Regions from separate parts of the Mus musculus genome. Here region 1 is linked to region 2. The links are chromatin contacts, called in public HiChIP or PLAC-seq maps. All regions are on one chromosome and are shown on one strand. Each heading gives the region's core, a stretch centred on a gene start, on an enhancer-like site or on the middle of the called end of the contact. The rest is flanking DNA. Distances are from core to core; before and after follow the strand shown.

Region 1 (7,359 bases), core at 328-2,827, 850 kb after region 2:
AAACCCCAGAGCATTTGCTGTTCAAGATAATTTTTGGGTTTCTAGGTTCACCGGGAGGCTTTAAAAGATTAACAAAACTCACGCTAGTGTCTCTCTCTCCCCGTTCTAACTCAGATTCGTTGTTTTCCCCGAGGTGGCATGCGCTCCGCGGAGACACAAAGGGCGCCGCCGCTCCCTGGCCGGGGTTGAGGAATGCGGGGGATCCAAAAGGCACCCTGAGCCGGAGGAGGGCTCGGAAAACATTTGCACTGACGCTCACACACAACCATAATAATTTATCTTTCCTCCGGAGAAAGGTCAGCTGGGATTTGACCCCAGCAGCCAGCGCAGCCCAGGCGTCAGGGCCGCGGCGGGATGGCCGGCCAGTTCCGCCGGCCGCGCAGCCCACGCCCACCTGTCCATCCCGCTCTGCAGCTCCGGGTCGCCCCGCCCGTCAGGGCGCCGCCCCTCTGCTCGCCAGCTCGTCCGCCACCCCTGAGCCTGCCCAGGGCGGACCGAGCGCGGCCGCAGGACCGAGCGGCTCCGGTGAGGACTCACGCCTCCGGCACAGAGCGAGTGCGGCCCGCTGACACCCGACGCGCCCCTGCACGCACGCACGCGCGCGCGACCACGCGGCAGCACCTAGCGGCGCGGCGCGCGCTCGCGGGGACGCGCACGGCGGGCGGGCGCGCACGGCGGCGGGAGGGCGGGGGGCGGCGCTCGGCGCACCGGCCGCGGCTGAGGCGGGCTGAAGCGGCGCGGGCCGGACGCGGGCCGAGCCCGGCGGAGGACGCGCGGCGGCGGCGGCGGCGGTGAGGCGGCCTGCGGTGTTCCGGCCCGGCTGGCCCTGGGGAGGAGCGGCCGCGATCATGTCGGCGGGCGGCCGCGACGAAGAGCGGCGGAAGCTGGCCGACATCATTCACCACTGGAACGCCAACCGGCTGGACCTGTTCGAGATCAGCCAGCCGACCGAGGTGAGCGCCGCCGCCGCCGCCGGGGTGCGAGGGGAGGGGGCCCGCGCGCGGGCCGGCGACGCGGAGGCCGCGGGAGGCAGAGCGCGGTGGGGTCCCGCGGCCGCCCCTCCCCCGCTGGCCTGCCCGCCCGCCCGTCCGCCCGCGGACCCGCCCTCGCCCGCGGCCCTGTCCCCTCGGCCTCCGCCCACCGTACTGGCCAGCGGGGTCCCTAGGGGCGCTCGTCCTTGTCGCCTCCTGCGGTGCCCCGCCGCCCGGGCGGGGTCCAGGGCGGCTTGGTGGCCGGCGCAGAGGGCGGGCCGGCCACCTGCGCGCGGAGACACACCTGGACGTGCACTTGTGTCCCCGGGACTCCGCCTGGCCACCCACGTGGGTCCTCAGACCCCACCTGTGTCACCCGCATCCTTTCCAGGCGCGCACTTGTGTCCTCAGGCCCCGCTTGCGCCCACAGGACTGCACCTGGCCGCCCACCTGTGCGGCACGACCCACCTGTGCCCTCCCGGCCCTTACCTGCCAGCGCACCGGTCCCCGTCGCGGCCCACGCAGGCCGCGGGCCTTCCCCTGCGGGATGCGCTCCTCGCCGCCGGTTTCTTTGATGGCGTCTTCGAACCGTCGGGACGCGGATCTCGGCCCCTCCGAGGCCACGTGACCGGCCGATGCCCGCGGCGGTGTGAGCCCCGTGCGCCCCACGGCGCGCGTGCGTTCTAGCCCGGCGGGGTCCGGTGGCGCGCAGCGGGCAGACAGATAAACCCCTGCTCCAGCCCCGTGCGCTGGCGGTACGCAGCGGGGCTGCGGGAAGCGTTCTGGACGATCTTGGGGGTGGGGTGAGGGCCGGTATCCAGCCAGCCGGTTGGTACCGGGGAGACTGTCGGAGGAGTTCCGTGGCCGGCGGGAAGCCTCGGGGAAGCCTCCGTTAGACAGCGGGCCAAAGGGCGTTTGGTTAAGTTGTGGCTGGGCAGACCTGTTCCACGCGACCCCACACTATACCCAGGACTTGTGCCGGATTTGGAAATAGCTCTGGCTTTGAAACCTAAGAGGTGCTTGCTGAAACACAGCAGCCAGCGCTTAGCCGCGAACACAGATTTGGTAGATCTGAGCAGTCTTCTCAGATTGACTTAATTTTGCCGGTGGAGGAAGGCAGGTTTTCCTCTCCTTCCCTCTCACCTTCTTGTGAGCACACTTGACCTAGTTAGAGCCCTTTCTCTCGATCCCTATTTGACAAGCTAAGGTAAATTATTAGGTTCAGGTGGCCAATTTGAACACCGGTGGATGTTAAGTTACTCCTGATTCATAATTCATCTTCTGTAACGATTTTACGAGTTGTATTTTAGTAAGCAAATTTACTGTGTAGTTAGTGTTCGTTCATAGCCTTACAAGCGACTCTTTAGAAAGGAGCCCTGAATCAATATAGTTTCAGTATTATTTTGTCTTTCAGAATAATTAGCTTGATTTTTTTTTTTTTAAATGGCAGGATAAACTTTGCAAGTAAAATATTGCTAGTCAAGTGAATTCCCTTGTTCCTCCCCCTCCCCCAGAGTTCTTATCTGATTAAGAAAAGATGTGTTTTCTGTTGAGAAGTAACAGCTTAGTGTTTTAGTCTTAAATTGAGGAGTTAGCTTTAAAACATTTTAAATTAAATATTTTAGATTTAACTGGATTCTATTCTATAAGCATTCACTTGAAACTTTATCATTTTGGAGAGATGAACAGTAAAGTTGCATGTTTTGTGGAATGTTCCCCCCCCCCCCCCCCAGTTTTCTGCAGGTAAAGAGTTGTGTAGACAATGAAAAAAATTACAGGACTTAAATGAAATTATCTTTTTCATTACCCTCTCTTACATCTGAACATTTCTATTTTTAGAAACAACTTGTAATTGAAAGCCTTTCATAATGAAATTAATTTGTTTTCAAAATGTAATGGCTAGCTCACATTTTCTATTTTGTTGTTTTAGAGAATCTTTGAGTACTATTAAAATTATTCTGTTCAATTTGAAGCTGTTTTTTATTAGCACACTATATCATATAAGTAAGCTGAGTTCTATGAGTAGTGTAAGACCAGTGGCTGCAGCCTGTTGTGTCTGAGCTGCATCTGCAAACAGTTTTACCATCCTGTTTGCTTCTTATTCCATTTGGCTGTTACAATTAAGCAGGTTTCTACAAGAGGATAGGAAGTACACCAACCCCTGTAGATGTTCAGTGACCATTGAAAAGATTCCCTGCAGAAGTTGATTTGTGGGAAGGTTTAAGCCTTGTATTTGTTTAATTGGGCAGTCTTTTATGCTTGTTGGTGAGAGCATGATGAGTGTTTTCTATTGTTTGTTTATTTTGGTACAGTGTTGAGTGTCACCTGTGACTTGGTTGTGTCTGGTGGTGATAGCCACTGATGGATGAGTCTTCGCTTTCTCTGTGGGTTACATTTACCTTTAAAGAAAATGCATCATCCTGATTAAGCTTGCACTTCCCTTCACGTTTACAGTTCTGTGTAAAGGGACCCGTTCTGGGAACCAGCAAGGTGTTGCTGAGCAGTTTTCAGTCAGTCCTTAACTTGGGACTTGTGTACTTCTTGAAAAAAAGAGTTAACAGTCTAAACTCAACGTGAACATTTTATGACTGGGAGATTGATGTTAACTCAATTAATACCATGGCCACTATAGAAACTGATAAACATTTTCTCAAAGCATTACTGGACTCTTTCCTTTTAAAATTAGGGCTTTGAAATTAGGGATTTCTGATGATTTTAATGGGAGAGTGCCCCTTTGAATCTTTGTTATTTTCCAGTACTGTTTAAGAAGTCTTCTCTGGTCATCCCCAGGTCTTACCTAGACTTGTCATCAGAATTGCTGTTTTTTTCTCCCTCTTCATTACACAAGGCAAGAAATGAAATATTTATCCTTGCAGAACTGCTGTCTGTCACAGTTGGTACTTAGTAAGCATAAAGAAAGAAATATTGAATATTCCTGGCAAAAAAAATTATAAAAATTCATTGAAAATTGTTCACATAGTAAAAATTTGTTTTGTTCTGACTTTTGCATAAAGGTTATGCTGATAAACTTTGCTAAGTTACTGACTTTAGCTTCATGAGATACTTTTTAGTCATTCACTATTTATTTAATTCATTGTTGCCTTTTTGCCTCTGGGGAGAAATAATCCAGAATTTGTGTACACCCACATGTGTTTTATTATAGGTGAACATGATTCATTCTAATTCCTTGGTTATTCTTGAGAAGTCATGTGATGATATTACACATGATGTGTGCAAAAAATAACATGGAGAATTGCCAGGAGAGGTGGACTAGGAAGTGTTCAGGAGAAGCGGTGGTAACTGCATAGCTTATTATAGCTACATCTGTCTTTCAGACTGGCACTTAGGGGTAATGATGCTTTGTCATGCAACCTAATTATATTTGAAAACTTTGAAGGTAACAGTTGTAGTTTAAGTATTGGTACTGATGAAAATCTTTTTTTTTCTGTGACTATAAATGAAACAGGTGGTAGTTGTTGGTGAGCTTTAGTATTCATAGATCCTTTCTTCCTTTTCTTTTTCTTTTTTCTTTTCTGTCATGTCAGGGTTTCTCTGTATAACCACCTTGGCTGTCCTGGAACTCACTTGGTAGACCACTCTGGTCTTAAACTTTGAGAAATCTGCCTGTCTCTGCCTCCCAAGTGCTTCTGTACCACTGTGCTCAGTCATTCTGTTAGTGTTTACTTTTATTGTTATTGTTTGAGACAGAGTCTTCCTGAGTAGCTCAGACACGCCAGCAGCTAGTGATTCTCTGTCCCAGCATTCTCAGTGCTAAGATTATAGATGTGTATACTTGGCTTTTTTTTTCCTCCTTAGCTTATTGACCTGTAGTTATTGTTATGATTTTCTAAAGTCTTTATGTCCTGTAATAACTGATGTAAATTTTGTGTTTCTATAGCTCTTATCCAAATTTATGTACATAAAACAATTTCAGATGATGGCATTGTCCAGAAGTATTTTTTTTAAATTGGATATTTTAGTTGTTTATATTTCAAATGTTATCCCCTTTTCCTGTTTCCCCTCTGCAAACCCCTATCCCATCCCCCCTTTACCCTCCTTCTATGAGGGTGCTCCTCCACCCACCTGCTCCCTCCTCACTGCCTTAGCATTCCTCTATACTGGGCATCAAGCCTTCACAGGACCAAGGGCCTCTCCTCCCATTGATGCCAGATAAAGCCCCTTTAGCTCCTTCAGTCCTTCCCCTATCTCCTTCATTGGGGGATTCCTGTGCTCAGTCCAATGGTTGGCTGAGAGCATATGCATCTGTATTGGTCAGGATCTGGCAGGATCTCAGGAGGCAGCTGTATCAGGCTCCTGCCAGCAAGCACTTCTTGGCATCAGCAATAGTGTCTGGGTTTGGTGTCTGCATGTGGGATGGATCCCCAGGTGGGGCAGTCTCTATTCCACTCTTTTCCCCTGTATTTCCTTTAGACGGGAGCGATGTCCAGAAATATTTTAACAGGTTAATGTGTAATTGTTAGATGGTTGAACTGCTAAAACCTGTTTACCTGAACATCTAACTTGTAAATACTTTATATCTTGCGTTTCTGTTTGAAGTTCACACATAAGTGGAAGTAGAACTGCCAATGCCTATAACATTAATTTCTTCAAATCCTATTTTAATGATGGTTCTTAAATGCTTTAACCTCCCATACAGCCCACCACCCACCAGAGGTAGTAGAAAAGAAAGGTCATGGGGGAAGTGGACCTGTTTAGAAAGGTACTTTGTAGCAACTCCCATCTGTGTTGTCTGGAAATTGGCAGTTCAGTTCACAGGTTAGCAGGCAGCTGCAGCTTGGTGCACACGCAAACACTTCATGGATACACCAGCAGTCCAGTTCAGATGAGTTAGGATAGTTAACACGAATCAGCAGTGGTGGCACTATCTAGTAGAGACAGCTAGGCCACAGCCTGGCTCCAGTCAGCAGGAAGGACCAGCAAGAACACTAGGAAAAGTTCTCAGCTGTGCCTCTCAGGGAAGTGAGGATCAGCGAAGACTTGAGATCTGCAAGCATTGTACAGCGAAGTGTTGTACCAGCAAGTGAAGCTCTCTGTCACTCTGTGGGGTCCTATTTATACCCTCCAAACATCATGTGTCCTTCAAGTGTCTTGCCTCAGCTCCTATATTCAATCAGCCTGAGTTTGCCGAAGTGGCAAGAAACAGCACTACATCACCAGAAGTTTTTTTGGTGCATTTCTCTCTATGGGTCCTGACAAATGCAGCTCAACTAAGCAATGTAAGGCAGACCAGTACCTGCATGTTGTTAGCAAAGAATCCTTCATCACGTGTCCTTTCATGTTCTTGCTTTAACAGAACATCCTCTCTCGTGTCTGCTTCAGCGAAACCTTCCTTCAGACTCTGCCTTGGTCTTTCACCCCTGTGTCCATTTTAACGAAACGAAATGTTCCTTCACTTGTTTGCCCCAGCAAAACACCGACTTTCCAAAGAACCCTTAAATTTCCACTTCAAATGCTTGATCGATATACCCCATTTTTCACTATCAGACATGTACTTAGGTACTTTTTGACTCTAGAGTAAAAATCAGAACTATAATAGGAAGAAGAGAAAAAAATAATTTTGACAAGGAAATATTTTTTCATGGTAGCCAGTTTTTAAATTCTATAAACCTACAACATGCTAGCTGGCTAATTGGTATAACTGCTACACATTTGGCACAGATAACATTCAGGTTGTTATTTTCAAATATACCAACCAGGTAGGTGTCACTTGCCTCTTACAAATATCCCCAATAGCTGCTCTCTGGAATCACAAGTCTGTCTTGAAGTCCTGAGAAATTTTCTATATCAGATACTGGAAGAGGAGTTTGAGAATTAGAAGCTGGCAGCTGGCAGTGTCTAATTCGCAGAGGCCATAGTACTAGCCCTGTAATGACAACATTTCTTGACTTACCATGGAGAGTGAACTGTTGTGTGAGTGGTTTCTGTAGCTCCTTGTTTCCTGAGTGCTTTGTTGTAACTTTGCACACAGTCTGCTCTGTAGCAGTCTTGGAGACTTGACTTAGCCTTCTTGAGCTGGGGCTTGACCGCCTAGATACAGTACTGGTAGTAGTGCTAACTACTTTATTTAGACTGGCTTTAATTCATTAGTTTGTTTTCCTGTACCAATGAAAATAACTTTTTGCAGTTTGTTGGCCCAGTGGAATATACATTTTGTAAATCTAGATTTTTATGGAATTTTGTGATTAAATGACAGCAGTAGAATATCTGTAGAAGTATCTTTCATAGTGAATAAAAAGGGAACCATATTAGAATATGGTACCAGGTTGGTGGAAGTTTAAGAAACACATTTATCATTATGTTATTATGGGTGAATTGAGTAGTTGTAGTCTGCAGAGCATTACTGCTAAACATTGGTTACTGTTCTGGT
Region 2 (7,654 bases), core at 4,462-6,961:
ACCAAATACAAAAAAAGGAAGGGAAAAAAAGACCAAAATATTCAAGATTATTACCCAGACCATGTGAAAACCACATTTGGAATCAAAGCTAATTGGGTTTTTTTTTTTGTTTTTGGGTTTTTTTTTTTTTTTTTTTTTTAGTGTAACCTGATGAAGGTGAAAAAAATCTCAAGCCCCAAAAACCTCAAATAATTCAAAACTGGCAACTGGCTGGGACCCAGGCTGCCACCTCCCTGTGGTCACTGTGGACCTTAGTGCAAACAAGTGGGAGACCACAAGATCTGGGCCTACCAAAGGAAAGGCAACCTCACCCCAGACACAGAGCAAAGCCCCTGCTGAGCCGACACTCTAGGTTCACACAGACACACTGGCAACTTAGCTGCTCTCCTCTGTACCTCAAAGTTAGCTTGTAAATCCCAGACCCAATTCCTGTCTGAGTAACAAACTTAAGAGTTAATTTCTTAACCAGGCAGTGGTGGCGCACGCTTCTAATCCCAGCACTCAGGAGGCAGAGGCAGGCAGATCTCTGAGTTTGAGGCCAGCCTGGTGTACAGAGTGAGTTCTGGAACAGCCATGGTACACAGGGAAACCCTGACTCTAACCCTCCCTACCGTACCCCCAAAGTTAATTCCTTTTTTCCTTTTTCTTTTTTAGAGATGAGGGTCCTTCTATGTAGCCCAGGCTCGCCCGGAACTCACAATCGTGCCACCCTACTCTCCTGGGTGATGGATTACCAGTGTGTGCCACTATGCTGTATGTAAGGGTGTGTGTGCGTGCCCGGGGGTGGGGCAGAGAACAGCCCGCCCTTTCTGAGTGTTCTCCACCACTTTGTGAGACAGAGCTCCTGTTTCTCAATGGCCTGAATCTCCCACCAAGTTGGCTAGGCTGTTAACCAGCAAGCCCCCAAGGATGCACCTCTCTCTCCTCCCCAGGGCTGGGGTTCTAATTTGCTTTAAGGAGCAAGCTGGGGATCCTTCACAGCAAGCGTTTGACCAACTGAGCTTTGCCTCCCAAGCCTTGTATTTTCATTTTCAAGATTAAAATAATGTTCACCTGAGAGTTGAAAGAAGTGGAGTGTTCCCTCCTCTCAGGAGAGTACAGGTGGCCAAAGCCACCTCAGCTAAGCTCATCAAACGATGAGCCAGCCTCCTCATTCTCAGAGCAGGCTGGAAGCCTATCAACAGGGGACCAGAGGCACTTTGAAGGGCAGAGCCTACCTTCGGACTCTCCAGTTCCCTCTTAGGATACTGTGCTTGATTTTCTTCTCCTGCTCTTCATTCATGTATGGGATTCCATTTTTGAGGAACTGAAGACAGGAAAAGAACAAGGTGGCTGGTAAGAGCCATTTTGAGGGCCAGGCAGCAAAGTGAGGGGGAACACCTTGGCCTCGTGTAGGGAGGGAGCAGGGAGGGGAAACGGCGGTGCGTTTAGAATATCCCCTCTATAACCGCAGCCCCCTCAACAGGTGCATACCTTGTTATAGTCGAAGCCATACTGATTCAGAAACTGCACACTAGATGCCTGGAAAGAGAACTCTGAGTCCAGGATCCCAAATGTTGTAGGGAAGAGAAAGAAATTGCAGGAGTGTGCTACATACCTATAAAGCAGAGAGAACGAGGAGAAAACCCTCAAACAAGGACAGGACAGACAGGCGAGCCAGCCTGGCTCATACAACAGGCCGGCTCCGTGTGGGTTTGACTTCCAGTCAAGTATCTAAATGGTTTCTGAATGCTCAGTGTATTTTAGACACTGTCTAGGGGCCAAAGAAAACAGGGAGTCATACTGCCCTTGGGGTGCAAAGTCAAAAGCAGAAATAGGCCCATGACCACCCAAATATTCAGTCCAAGCAGCAGGTGAGCACTCCCCCCCCCCCAGCTCAGTCCCCTGTGGCAGCTTCCAAGCAGAGCTGTCCCAAAAAGGTGCACCATTCTGCCTACTGGTGCCCGAGAGCTACCAGGCAGCTTAAACATCTTTCCAGATGTTAACACTCCTTACTGCTTTCCCAAGATGTATGAGCACCAGCGGGAGGAGACAAGAACCAGAAGAACACTTCAGACACGAGGCAGGAGAGGCCCCATTGAGAGCACAGTGCGTATGTGAAAGCCAGAAGTAAGAAGACAGTGTCCAGGACAAAGTGATTCAGACAGCCAAAGTGAAGCTGCCAAACACAGATGGGAGAAGCTGTGTGCATCACAGTCGGCATACATACTTGTTTGACTCTCCTTCGATGCTGGAAAACATGGACAATCCTAGAACAGCAACGGCAGACGTAATGAACACGGAGGCAAAGCCACCTGAGGTCAGCCAAGGACCAGACATTCCTCACCAAGCTTTGTACCCACAGACGTGTGGGGGCTGCAGAACAGGGCACATCCTTACTGCAAAACAGACTCATGGCATGAGATCTACCACACCATAGCGTGTGCCAAAATTACCAAAAATGTACTCATGGCCGGTTTCCCAAACGTGGTAAATCAACATTTTTGTAGCTTTAAAACAAGCCAAGAGTCAGGCCCAATGGCACATGCCTTGTAATCCTGCCACTTGAGGAGGAGGCAGGAGGATCAGAACCTGAAGAGTCTGGCTACATTTCTTCTTGAGAAGCTAAGGCAGGAAGAAATATGAGTTTGAAGCCATCCTCTGTTTCCATGTGAAATTCTGTCTCAGAAAAACTAAAAAATCGGGGCCAGCAAGATGGCTCAGTGGATAAAGGCACTGGATAAAGGCAGTGGCTAAGTAAGCCCTGAGGCTGAGGTAAAAGTGAAAGGGCGGAATGCACCCACCAAGTGACCTGACCGCCACACATGTCCCACACTCATACATCATAAATAATGAATAGGGCTGGAGAGATGGTTCAGCGGTTAAGAGCACTGACTGCTCTTCCAGAGGTTCTAAGTTCAAATCCCAGCCACCACAACCATCTATAATGGAATCAGATGCGTTTTACTGGTATGTCTGAAGGCAGCTACCGTGTACAATAAGTAAGTGATATTTTACAAATAAATAATGAATAAATTAAAAAATTTTAAAACTCAAAACAACCAAAAAGGGTCAACGTGAATTTTTTGGGGGGGAGGGGGTGGGTTTTTTGGTTTTTCGAGACAGGGTTTCTCTGTATAGCCCTGGCTGTCCTGGAACTCACTTTGTAGACCAGGCTGGCCTCGAACTCAGAAATCCGCCTGCCTCTGCCTCCCGAGTGCTGGGATTAAAGGAGTGCGCCACCATGCCCCGCTTACGTGACCACTTTAAAATCTCTGTATTACTATGTTATATAAGTCACTCAAAGTGGGAACCTTCCAAAGTGGTGGAAAGCAAAAGAGCTTAACCAAGAGTGAGTGTTTGAACTTCTCAAATAGATCTTATTAAAAAAAAAAAAGGCAGCAGCAAAACACAAGAAGAAAGGAGAAGCGGCCCCAGGTGTCAGCACACATAAACATCCATCCTCAGAGAAAGCAGCAGGCAGTAAAACCTGGCCCACAGCTTGGTTTTATAATACATTTTACTGAAAAAGTCAGGACCTCCATTACAAAGGTGGGCCTTGTAAAAGAAATCACAGTACCTGCAAATACTATCTAGCATTTATGCTATCTGGTCCTTCACATAAACTTGTAGACCCCAGTATTATAAATCAGAATCAAACCAGAATATTTTTTAGACTATCAGGTCGGGTTCATTCCCAGGGGTTTTGTATATGAACGCCAATTCACCGTTGCTGGTGTCAGTCTCCGAGAGCACTGTGGATGATAAGCTGTATCGTCAATGCTTTAATGCACACACTCTAACTCAGTCTCACTGATGGAAATATCCCAGATATACAAAAGTGCACTAGGTGTGAAAATAGGAAGGCTGTCAGTAAGCAAAGATGCTTTTCATTGTAAACAAATGGTTACTACACATACTTTATTTAGGACACTAAGTTCTTTTTTTTTTTTTTTTTTTTTTTTTTTTTGGTTTTTCGAGACAGAGTTTCTCTGTGTAGTCCTGGCTGTCCTGGAACTCACTCTGTAGACCAGGATGGCCTCAAACTCAGAAATCCACCTGCCTCTGCCTCCCAAGTGCTGGGATTAAAGGCGTGCGACACCACGCCCGGCAGGACACTAAATTCTAATCTGTACTTTGTTTTTTTATGGATTTGTGAAAAGGACCAGGTCTGTATGGCAACACAGCCTCCTAAAAGCCATTAAATGAAAAAACAAAATGTAAAACGTGTTCAATCTGTTCTTGTAGGTTTTCTTTTGAAAAAAAAAAAAAATCACACATACTGGGGCCAGGGAGCTGTCTCAGTGGTGGTCAGGGATCTGGGTGACTCATATCCATCAGTAACTCCCGTTACAGGGGATGTGACATCCTCCTCTGACCACTCTCCAAGCATCTCAGGCCTGTGGAGCACATATATACATGCAGGCAAAACACTAAAGACATATAAAAAAAATCTTCTAATCACCCACACTCACAGTCAAAACATACACTTTTGCTCAAATGATAAAATAGGTTTAACAGTGATTGTCTTGCATTGGTCTATTTAGGCTATGAAATAAAAGCCTGTTAAATTCTGCTTGGCCCAAACCACCATCTTTCACACTGTAAATGTTCCAGGTGGTGTACACACACACACACACACACACAGACTTAAAACAGAACAAGCATACAAAATGATACACAATATCTTTGAAAAACGCCAAAGCTGGTTTTACCTACAGGAAACCCAGACAGTAAAATAGCTTCTAGAATGATCCGTAACAAAGAAGTGAACATCAGACTCACCAATCTGACAGATTGTAAACTGCTGAACACTCTGCCGGGTCTTCAGATACCACTCAGATGGCAAGTCAAAAAGACTGTGAAGAAAAAGGCATCTCACTGCATAGGCAAGGGGATCAGAAGCAGGTAGCAGGTCTCTGCAGCGCGTGCCTGTCATCAGAGACCTACTACCCTGTTACCACAATTAGAAAGCCTATCAGCATTTGGCCAGTAAAAGTCACTTATTGAGAGATTTCTCCACACACACACACATATAATAATAATAATAATAGTAATAATAATAATGATAATAATAATTCCTCCAGTACACACCAAAAACAAAAACCAGCCCGCAGGAGCCTGATCAGACACAATGTTTGTCTGGTAGGGTCTAACTAAGGAGACACCGGTGAGGTAAGACAGTAATTAGTACCTGATCTGTTGGGGCCGAGACAAGTTTGAACGCAGACCTGTGAACTCTATATCCAGACCTACGGGAGCACAAAACAGACAAAAATCCTCAGGCACAGAGCAAAGCACCACCTTTCACACTGCAAATGCCCCAGGAGGTAAGCAGCTGTACACAGTCATGGAAAACAGAAACAGAGTATGTGGTCCCAGACAAGGCTGTCCAGAGCTGCGGGTTTGATTGCTTGAAGCCCCCCTGGCCGAGTGGGAAAGGAAGCCTCCTGTCCTTCCTAGGACGCTCTCTGAGCTCCTCTGGCCTGGAAAGCCATACCGTACACAAACACCAAACACCAGTTCCCAGGCTGTCCCTGACAGGCCCTGCAACCCCAGGCACCTTACCCACGAAGTCCGCACCCGCGACAAGCTCCTGCAGGAGTGGAAGGCTCTGCTCAAATTCGTCCGCGCCCACGTCCATAGCCGCTAGTCCCAGGGCGCGCCGGATGCGGCCACGTGCTGCCCACGCGTTTCCGCTGCGCAGGGCCTTAAAGCTCGTGCACGTGTCACACCAAGGCCAGAGCCGGCTGGTGGGAGTTTCAGTGTGGAGCTCACAGCCTTGATCTTCTCATGCTGGGAAAAGTGGAGACTGTTGCCATCAAGAACTGCCAGCTTGCCGGGCGTGGTGGCGCACGCCTTTAATCCCAGCACTTGGGAGGGCAGAGGCAGGCGGATTTCTGAGTTGGAGGACAGCCTGGTCTACAAAGTGAGTTCCAGGACAGCCAGGGCTATACAGAGAAACCCTGACTTGAAAAAACAAAAAACAAAAAACAAAAACAAAAACAAAAAAACTGCCAGCTGTGCTGAAAGATCATTGGTACCGGCGATCAGCTAGTATGGCCTTTAGCCTATAGAAACGCCTGCCAGCGATACCAATGCCCAGCCTCCATGCTCATTGTTCATGGTCTGATACACCCTCTCAGTTCTGGACTTAGTCCCCTAGAGAACCTGGGCTTCTAAGTGAGATGCTTCAATCCGTATTTAACATGAGGGAAGAAAAAAATATACGTGTATATTCCTGTCTCCAGTTTGGTATATATTGATCAGACTGACTCATGCTATTGAATGCTGAATGCCTCGGCATCAACGCTTTAAAAAAAAAAAAAAAAAAAAAAAACTGAGCCATGCTTGTCACTTGTCTAAAATAATGAATACGTGACTAATATGAAGCCGCTTTGTTTACATGTCTTTTTCACATTTTAGCAACTTTCGGAGAGGGGTTGTGATCTCCCCAAGCTCCAACCTAAGCTATCTAGCATGACAATTTTCAATACATTTTATGTATATTTTGCCGGCACTACATGTGTGCACTACGTGTTCACAGTACCTGCCGAGGCCAGAAATGGGTGTTGGGATTCCTAGAACTGTAGTGCTGGCTGTGAGCTGTTCTCTGGGTCATGGGTACCAAATGCAAATCCTCTCCAAGAGCAGTGAGTGCTCCTAATCACATCAAGCCATCGCTCCAGCCACTTGTGTGATTATTTCTAAAGCATTTTCTACAGTCACATTTGAATTCCCACTTAAAGGCAAAGTAACCCATCATTCCCACCTCCCATTGGCTGCTCCTCACACTCATTTCCTCTCTAAGATATGCCTGAAATCACTAGGGGGTGAGTCCGGGAGGGGGGGTGGTGACTAGAAGGCACGTGTGATATTATCTCCACATATTATTTCTGAGTTTACAATTGCACTGACATTAAAAACAAAACAAACAAGCCCAGCCCACATCCCGGGCAGCAAACAATCCTCCTTCCCCATGACTAGCCAGGAACCGTCCCTGCCGGCCAGTGCTTCACAGAACTCCACTCGTGCCCTGTAGCCACCGGGTGTTTACAGAGCACAACACAGTAAGGGTTCACAGTTTGTTATAAACACTTTAATTTGTTCTTTGAATAGTGACTACTTTCCTTAAATACATCTCATGTCCAAGAATGAGGACACCTTAAGCCCTTGATTAAAACAATGAAATCACACAAGCACACACAGAAGTGGAAAGAAGCTAACTTTAAATAAGTTTTCAGTCACATTATTGCTCTGAAGCTTTCAGTCTGGTTCTCCTTCCAAATGCTTCTTCCTTCCTTCTTTTCTTCCTTCCTTCCTTTCTTCCTTTTAATGCAGATGCTTTCCTTTGGTGGCTGTAGATGGTAGTTTTATATTACACTGCCAACAACAGTTAACACTTCTATTTCATTCATAGATTCTTCGAGGCTCCCGAAGCATCACGCCACTTTCTGTCATGGCATTTTGTAAACGTTTTATCTAGTTTGGAGATCGAGAAGAGAAAAAAAAAGGAAACACTGTCAGCCTCCAAAAAAACCTGAAAATCGGTTTGTTTTCCAAGAGACAAAGAAACCACTGACCTCCCAGGGTACATATGTGTTTCTCTGACTGATCTTAAGAACATAGATGCTGGGGTAAAGGTGCAGAAACTGGGGAAGTAGCCAACTAATGG

Evidence for each region. HiChIP or PLAC-seq counts read pairs in DNA pulled down with a chosen protein or histone mark.
Region 1: an H3K27ac HiChIP or PLAC-seq map of extraembryonic endoderm stem cells shows a contact between it and region 2, with 4 times the contacts expected there. The contact joins the promoter of Tcte2 here to the promoter of Pnldc1 in region 2. A contact is called at or near these places in 1 of 115 datasets of contacts at active chromatin or transcription factors (extraembryonic endoderm stem cells) and 1 of 9 other capture datasets (embryonic stem cells).

What each region holds. Positions count from the first base shown.
Region 1 is chr17:13,759,826-13,767,184 of GRCm38.p6, forward strand. It overlaps Tcte2 (t-complex-associated testis expressed 2), which reads right to left and starts at 1,578. Exons shown (of 3, transcript NM_022311.3): 1 at 1,461-1,578. It overlaps Afdn (afadin, adherens junction formation factor), which reads left to right and starts at 716. Exons shown (of 33, transcript NM_010806.1): 1 at 716-953. The coding sequence starts at 849.
Region 2 is chr17:12,904,289-12,911,942 of GRCm38.p6, forward strand. It overlaps Pnldc1 (poly(A)-specific ribonuclease (PARN)-like domain containing 1), which reads right to left and starts at 5,712. Exons shown (of 19, transcript NM_001034866.1): 1 at 5,548-5,712; 2 at 5,174-5,231; 3 at 4,765-4,838; 4 at 2,210-2,249; 5 at 1,474-1,597; 6 at 1,218-1,306. The coding sequence starts at 5,623. It overlaps Mrpl18 (mitochondrial ribosomal protein L18), which reads right to left. Exons shown (of 4, transcript NM_026310.3): 4 at 7,067-7,461. The coding sequence ends at 7,390.